2 separate regions of the Mus musculus genome follow, and region 1 is linked to region 2. Evidence: chromatin contacts called from public HiChIP or PLAC-seq data. All regions are on one chromosome and are shown on one strand. The core of a region is the stretch at or near the end of the contact, and the rest is flanking DNA. Distances in the headings are between cores, read along the strand shown.

Region 1 (3,870 bases), core at 903-3,402, 570 kb after region 2:
CTGATGGCAAGGGCCCCTTTTAAGCCTTCCTGTTGGCTTAGATAAATAATGGCTTCTCAGCCAGCTGGTCAGGCTTAGCCATGGGCTGGAAGCACTCTGTGCAGGCCTGTCCCTCTTTGCATTGCACTAAGTATAATCCCTTAATGCACTAGAGACTGGAAGGGCTTCATTAAATATAGTCTTAAAGTTATCATAGTCTCTGGGCTGCAGATTGCTGTTTTGTGGTACGTTGGTTTTATTTGTTGGCTGGTTGGTTTTGTTGTTTTTTATTTAGGGAGAAAAAAAATCCATCCATGTGCTTTTGGGGATCCTTTCTACACAACACAAAGCTTGGAAACCTTGGCACAGACTTATGGCAAACCCTCCAGACACCTGAGTGACCAGCTATGCTACTGTCTGCTAGCATAACGCAATAATGAACCTCAGTTTGAAGATGCCCTTTTATTTCCATACAAATTTCCCTCCAGGTTTTTCTTAATTAAAGTTAAAATGAGAGAATAATGGTTATGTCTGTAGGAGTCCTAATTTTTATTCAACCATTGTGTACAATGACTCTTCCTCTAAACCAATACTATGAAAATTTTTCTTTTAATTGCCTACTAATTGATTTAGTTCAGTTATTGACCCAATGGGGTGGTTTCCCGTATATGGCATGCATTTCTTTAATGGCGTTTAAGGGTAATAATTTCTAGTTTATAACCTTCATTCCTCTCATTCACCTGGTACTAAGTCCAGCTTCCAGCCTTATAAGCCTACTACTGAGGCATGGCTGAAAGACCAGCCACAGGTCATGGGATCATCACTTGCCAGACAAAGGCCAAAGACAACTGAGCTTTGTCCCATAGAGAGAACCCATCTGTACAGAAGGAAAACCGGCTCCAAGAGAGATCCAAGTGGTTAAACAAAGGACCACATACATGTCAAGTATCAGGGAAGGCCTTCACCAGCCTGTGCCATGTGCCTGTGCCTGTGCCATGGGACAGATGACCAGAATTGGCTCCCTAAAGGACTGTGGAGGGCTTTTGCCTAGTGATGGAAGCTATGCTGCTTAGATGATGAATATTGGAGACATCTGCTGCATCCCAAATCCACCATTTGTTCTGAGCATGGCTACAAAGCAAAGCAAAGTGAACTCTGACCTTGGGAGAAACAGCTTTGTTCATGGTAAAGTCTATGATGTGATGTCATAAGAGATTGCAGCATCAGATCAGAAGTGGGGGACAACAAATGGGCAGTCCTCTTTATAGACAAAGAACAGTAAAGTATAAAAATTGTCAGCAACCCCAATAAGGACCTGGATAGAATAATGCAGGTACTCTTAAAAAATCCACTGAGTGCCAGGCAGTGGAGACACATGCCTTTAATCCCAGCACTTGGGAGACAGAGGCAGGTGGACTTCTGAGCTTGAGGCCAGCATGGTCTACAGAATGAGTTCCAGGACAGCCAGGGCTATACAGAGAAACCCTGTCTTGAAAAACCAAAAGAAAAAAAAAATCCACTGAGCACATCTGTTCTAAGCAAGTGGCTATCCAAATTTTTGTTTTACCATGACCCATATGGAAAATGTATATCACACATTAAAACTAAGTATACACACATGTAATATATAATTAAATTTTATAAACATTATTTTACTGTACAGAGCTCATAGACATTGCCTAGTCAGTCTTTCTCATATTTCTAAAATTTATGCATATTTATGTTTTGAAGGTCCTACAGTCAAGGTGTCAGCAGAGTTGGTGCTAATGGGCATCTTGGAGTGACTATATCCAAATTTCTTCTCTTTAAAAAAAAATATTTATTTAATGTATAAGAGTATACTGTAGCTTCAGATACACCAGAAGAGGGCATCGCATCCCATTACAGATGGTTGTGAGCCACCATGTGGTTGCTGGAATTTGAACTCAGGACCTCGGGAAGAGCAGTCAGTGTCTTAACTGCTGAGCCATCTCTCCAGCCCCCCAAATTTCTTCTCTTGTAAGGACTCTAGTTATACTGGATTAAGGCCCACCCCAAAGACCTCACTTAATTATGACCAAAGCCCCATGAATCATAGCAAGACCTGATCAGGCTTTGTAACAAGCAAAGCTTCAGTTAGCAGTGTCAGGGACAGGACAATGTCTAATGCTTTATCCCCGAACACAGAGACATTCCAAGACACTGAAGGTCATGGTTTCAGTGTCTAAGTTTTGGTTGAGATAATAGTGTCATACCGTCCTGACTTCAAACAACAAGTTAATGTCACAGCCTGCTATCAGTGGTGACATGCAGTTTGTAAACATTGTTCAAGGGACAATTGAGTGCCCTCCCTCATATAATTTACTGTTGATCCAAGGCTTAGTGTGCTTTTCCTGCAGTGGGCCAGATCATATATATTTGAAGCTTTATGAGCCATGCACTCCCCTTTGTTTTCTTAACCCATAGAGAATGTGCAGTCTTACCTCGCCCTTTGTGTACAGTGGAGTTGATGAAGTGTGTGGACTTGTCATCTGGCTGCCTGCCTACCTGACAGGCACTTCCTTAAAGCATTGCAGGCGAGGACCTGTCACTCACTCAACTTCCTCCAATCTGTTTCTAGGTATAAGCAAGCCTAGGAATAGTCTGCGTGCCTGAGGACGAGTTTCTAACAAAGGAATGCTAACTAGAAAGCACAAATATGCCGCCTTAGTGTCTGTTTTCAAATGCTGAATCAGTTAAGTCTGTCACAAGGAGGGAAGAAGGGACGTGTCTGTTTAGTCAGATCAGCTCTGTTTTAGTTGGGAGGCTGACTCTGCCACCACGTCGCTACCACAGTTTGTCCCATTCTATGTAGCCCATTCACAGAATGCAAGAGCTGCATTTCCTCCACATTAGCAGTGCTCTACAGGGCTGGGTAAAAGAATAGGGAAGGAGAGAGGCTAGTGTCTACCTCTCCTTGTTTAGTAATGGCATTCCCCTCAGGGAGGGGAGGAGGGGAAAGGGTCCTTGCATTCCCTTCAGGGACACATCCCCAGCGAGCTAACTTCCTTCCACTAGGCTCGACTTGCCAGAGTTCTGCTGCCTCTCAGTTGCACCCCAGGCTGGAGATCAAGCATTTAACACGTGGGCTTTTAGGAGATATTTAAAGTCCAGACAACAGAAGTTTGTTTGTATAAAATTAATTGCAAGATCAGCTAAGATGACTGCCTCCTTCTCTCCAGATTCCTGTCATGTTTTTTGAAATCGATGTGTTGGGTTGTCTGTGGGCCAAGTTTAGCTAAGGGGAAGTTGAGTTGAGGAGATGTTAAGAACTGTGTGGTTCACCATCACTGTCTGCATTGGGATCTTACTGCCAGGAGTATGATGAGCTGGAGGAATCCCCTCTCTGCCGATGGTGCCCGCTCACATTAGTGATGCAGTGATGCAAGGCCTGAGGGACTCATGTTATCCCCATGTCCAACATCAGCTGCCGAAAAGGCTTATAGTATAGAACACTGTAGCCATAAGCTAGTCAGTGGGAAACACTGCCCATAGTCAAAGTATAGACCAGAACCTTAATTAAGTTCTTCCTCTTGTCTCATCAAAAGCCAAGTTCTCTCTGGTTAAAATGTAAGTGGCAAGGGTTATGTATAAGGCAAATGTATACCTTTTTGTTTTGTCTGTTTCTTTGACTTTGTCTTACACTCTGTGTGTGTGTGTGTGTGTGTATGTGTGTGTGTGTGTGTGTGTATGTATGTGTGTGTGTGTGTATGTGTGTGTGTATGTGTATGTGTGTGTGTGTGTATGTGTGTGTGTGTGTATGTGTGTGTGTGTGTGTATGTGTGTGTGTGTGTGTATGTGTGTGTATGTGTATACATGAACAAGTGCTCACTATAACGAATGTGTAGAGATAAAAGGACTACTTGTGAGAGT
Region 2 (4,230 bases), core at 965-3,464:
GCAATACAAAATGGAAATTACTTTCAGGCAGGCAAAGATGACAAGAGCAGAAAGAAGAAAGATGACAACTTCCCCCGCCTGCTTCTGATACTATTTCCTCCAACTCCTCCCTCTGTGAATGTCTTCAGCTGATGTAAGGAACCTATTCTTGACTACAGGGAACATATGTTGTCTTTAAATGCTATGCCCTTACAAACAACTTATATTTTTTCCTCCTTTTAAAAAAAGGATATCCATATTTGATCTTTGTGGAAGTACCATCATCCGAGTAGGAGCATGGTCTTTTGATGGAGCTATTAAAGTGTTTTACTTTTCTTGTTCACTAAAGCATGAAATGCCACTGGCTTTGGCTTTGCACATGCAATGTGATTTGAACTTTTCCTCGGTGACCACACCATCCCAAACAGTGGGTCATCTGATTCAGCAATTACTCAATTTGCATGTGGACATCCTTATCAATAACTCATTTCATGCTATATTTTCCATTTTTGCTTTGGGTATGTTGACCTAGTTCCGACTAATTGCTTCTTAATACATCATAGATAAGTCATTTGCCTACTGTTTCTATTTAACTTGATAATTAATAATAGAAATAATAATAATAATTATGACAACTTGGGGGGTCACTTTGAACTGAGCTTTTCTGTTTCTACCTCTTTTGTAGGGCAACTTCAAGTGATCCATATTATGCTTGGAAGAAAGATGGTGTCCTCAGGGTCTGTGGTACCCAGAGCTCACTAATGTCTAAAGGAGGAACTAGAACTGGCTGGGGCCTCGCAGGTCCTATATTCTACCTCCAGAGATTCTGACCTATTCAACAATCACATGCTGATGTTCAGAAAGCTGGCCAGACTTCAGAATCAAGAATCCTGATCATAACTTGACAAAAACACTTAGGAGTATGGAACCTATCAAGCAAAACTCTCCAGGCAATGAGACACGTGAAAGCTTTTATTTTATATATTTTTCAACCCCATGTTTAAGATAACTGTTTCATTTGAGCTGGACAAACATCTATGGTCGGGAGCACCAGTGTTTTGCTCCCGTGCTCTCCCTGAGAAATGGAGACTGGCGGAGGCTTCTCAAGCAATACAATGTGAAAGTGCCATGTCAGGTGTCCAAGGACAATCTTTGTGTTTCCTAAAACTAAAAATCTAACTCCGTATGAAAAACTAAAATACATATGGAATTACAAGGAAAAGCTAAAAAATCAAAATGCCTGAATATCTAGAGCAATTCTTAGCTAAAAGAACAAAGGGGGAGATATGCTACCTGACACCTAGGGTCTAATTCTGTTGACATCAGTGGTAGCATGCTCGGCTGTGCATTTGGTCCTAAGTATTGTGAAAAAGAATTTATGTATATAGAATACATGGATGTAAATATATACAGAGAAATATATATATATACATACACTCATACATACATAGAACTACAGTAATGAAAGCAGCAGGAGATTAGCATAAAAACAGCCATATGGAGCAATGGAACAGAATATAGATCCTAGAAGAAAACTCCCTCATCCAAAACCAGGTGATTTTTGAGGAAGATGCCAAGAACATATGCAGAGGAAAGAGCAACCTCTTCAGTAAAAAGCACTGAATAACTTGGATTTCCTTAGGAAGAATGAAGTTAGACCCCTATCATTTCTCACAAAGATCAACTAAGAATAGATAGGACTTAAACATAGGATTCAGGTTATAAAACTGCTAGAAGGGAACACAGGGAAAATGATCATGACTCTGAAATGGTATTTTCTTCTTTTGATAAAACTTCAAAATGTGCTGGAAACAAAAGCAAAAATAGATAATTGGGATTATGTCAAACAACAAAAAAGTTCCCTATGTAGCAAGAGAGATGACGAACTGAATGAAGAGACACCCTACCGGATGAGTGAAAACATTTGCAAACTGTTCATTTGAGAAGAGCTAATACCCAGAACACAAGAGCAATGGAAACAAGTCAATGGTGTGTGTTCCCCCATCCCCCCAGGCCAGATTTCAAAATGGTGAGCAGACTGTCCTAGCCATACATCTGTTGCTGTGACAAAATACCACAACCAAGGTAACTCTTAAAAGAAAACGTTTAATTAGGGCTTTCTTATAGTTTCAGAGGTTTAATCTGTTTATAATCACAGGGGGCGGGGCAGAGCACAGCAGCTTGCAGGCAGGTGCTGGAGCTAAACTGTAGTTTAGTTCAGCTGTAGCTGAGAACGAAACCCTGATCCACAGACAGGAAGAGAGAAAAGCCCTGGCAAGGGCTTTTCAAACCTCAAGGGTCAACCCAACAACACCCTTCCTCTAACAAGGCCACACGTTCTAATCATTTTCAGTGTCACTCCCTGCTAACTAAGTATTTAAATACAGAAGCCTATGGGGACATTCTTATTCAAGTTTTCACACAGACCTAAAGACACACTTGTCAAAAGAAGACATGCAAATAACCATCAGAACTTGAAAATATGCCCATTGTGTGAATCTAAGGGAAATGCTTACCCAGACCACAATGGGGTGTCTCACCTCCTCTCAGAAGGACTATTAAAAAAAAAAAAACCCCTAAGGAAAATGAGTACTTGCAAGGATATGGAGAAAGGAAATACACACTGGTGTTGGTAATGTGACACAGATATTATAAAGAAGGTACAGAGGTGCCTCAAAAAAAAATTACAGCTAGAACTACAGTTAACCCATCAATTATATTACTGTATATACACTTCTGAGAAATGAAACAATTTTGCCAAAGATATATCTGGGCTTTCCTGTCCATTGTAGCACTATTCAGTTATTTATTTATTTATTGTAGGCTTTTTGTTTTTTTGTTTTTTTGTTTTTAAAGACAAGGTCTCTGGCTCTGGTTGGCTGGGAACTCACAGGTGTCTGCCTGCCTCTGCCCCCTGAATGCTGCCATCAGAAGTGCACACCATCACAACTGGCTGTAGCACTATTCAGAATGACTAAGACATGAAGAACTTAAGTCCCTTCACCTGATGAATGGACAAGGAATATACAGTATACACACACTGTGGAGTATACAGTATACACACACTGTGGAGTATACAGTATACACACACTGTGGAGTAGTATACAGCGGTAAAAGAATAAAACCTTGTTATCTGCAACAATGTGGGAGAAGTTGTGCAAGTCACAATGTTAAGTGAAAGACTCCAGGTACAGAAAAAGAAAAAAAATCCTATTTTCTCTCTTATATAAGGAAGCTAGATAGACATATGGACATTAGTAAAGAGGTGGTTACCAGAGGCTGGGGAGAGGAGAAGAGAGGGAAGGGTGTGGAAGGACTTAGTACAGGTAGGTACTAAGTTATGCTTAATTAAAATAGATACTTTCTGCTGTTCTGGTGCACAGTGGAAAAAGGATAGGTAGTGGTGATGCCAATATATTTCGAGTTTTTTGTTTTGTTTTGTTTAATGGTTTCAACACAAAGGTATTAAAAGGGTGAGGGCAATAAGGTGGCTTATCAGGTAAGGGCACTTCCAGCAGCCCTGAAGACTTGAATTTGATCCCCAGGGCCCACACAGTGGAAGGAGGGAGCCACACAGGTTATATTCTGATCTCATTCACACACAAGCCCTAGCCTTCTGTGTGGCCACAAAATAAGTAAACAGGTATAATGAAAAGTTTTGAAGTAATTTTATTTCCGATTAAAAGTGAGGCTAACACAATGGAAGAGACATTGTAGCTCCCAGCTACAGCATCTCAATAGCATCATTGACTCTGGTGACTGGATTGTACTCCAGGGCTGCTATAGAACCTTCCTACAGTGATAACAGAAAGGCCGATCACTTGAAACACCCCTCCCCTCCCCAATCCCAGTGATTACTGTGTGGAAGCCCCAGTGGAACACTCTGCTTCTCACAGCAACCTTGAGGCAGAAGTTGACTCTCCCACTTTCCTGATGTGCCCTAAGCTGTACTTCCTAGTGTCTCTCAGAGAGACCTTGCCACTGTCTGTAACTTAGCTGGTGACTCCGTGCTCCTCTCTCTGGAAGAGGAGGTCTGGTGCATTTGTCATTTGCGCTCTCATTTTGAAGTTCTTACCGCTGGATAATCTGCATTGATACACCAAGATCTGTGTTAGATTTAAAGATATTTTGGTTTTCTTCATTGTAGAGGAAACCAAAGCACAGAATAAGTTACAACGTACTCAGTATGGGGATCATATTATTGGGTGAAAACTCTAATTTCTTTATTAAAAAATTGTGTGTGTGTGTGCT

Evidence for each region. HiChIP or PLAC-seq counts read pairs in DNA pulled down with a chosen protein or histone mark.
Region 1: an H3K27ac HiChIP or PLAC-seq map of large pre-B cells shows a contact between it and region 2, with 2.3 times the contacts expected there. The contact joins two enhancer-like sites. A contact is called at or near these places in 1 of 115 datasets of contacts at active chromatin or transcription factors (large pre-B cells) and 1 of 9 other capture datasets (embryonic stem cells).

What each region holds. Positions count from the first base shown.
Region 1 is chr9:83,613,954-83,617,823 of GRCm38.p6, forward strand. No RefSeq gene overlaps it. Among named protein-coding and RNA genes, the nearest start is that of Gm39384, 43 kb to the left of the region's middle. Within about 2 kb of position 2,153, at least 26 of the 459 cell types and tissues checked have an H3K27ac peak or open chromatin away from gene starts, as enhancers often do.
Region 2 is chr9:83,041,452-83,045,681 of GRCm38.p6, forward strand. Gm39383 (a long non-coding RNA gene) reads left to right here. Exons shown (of 6, transcript XR_870950.2): 6 at 665-2,798. Among named protein-coding and RNA genes, the nearest start is that of Gm35746, 29 kb to the right of the region's middle. Within about 2 kb of position 2,215, at least 19 of the 459 cell types and tissues checked have an H3K27ac peak or open chromatin away from gene starts, as enhancers often do.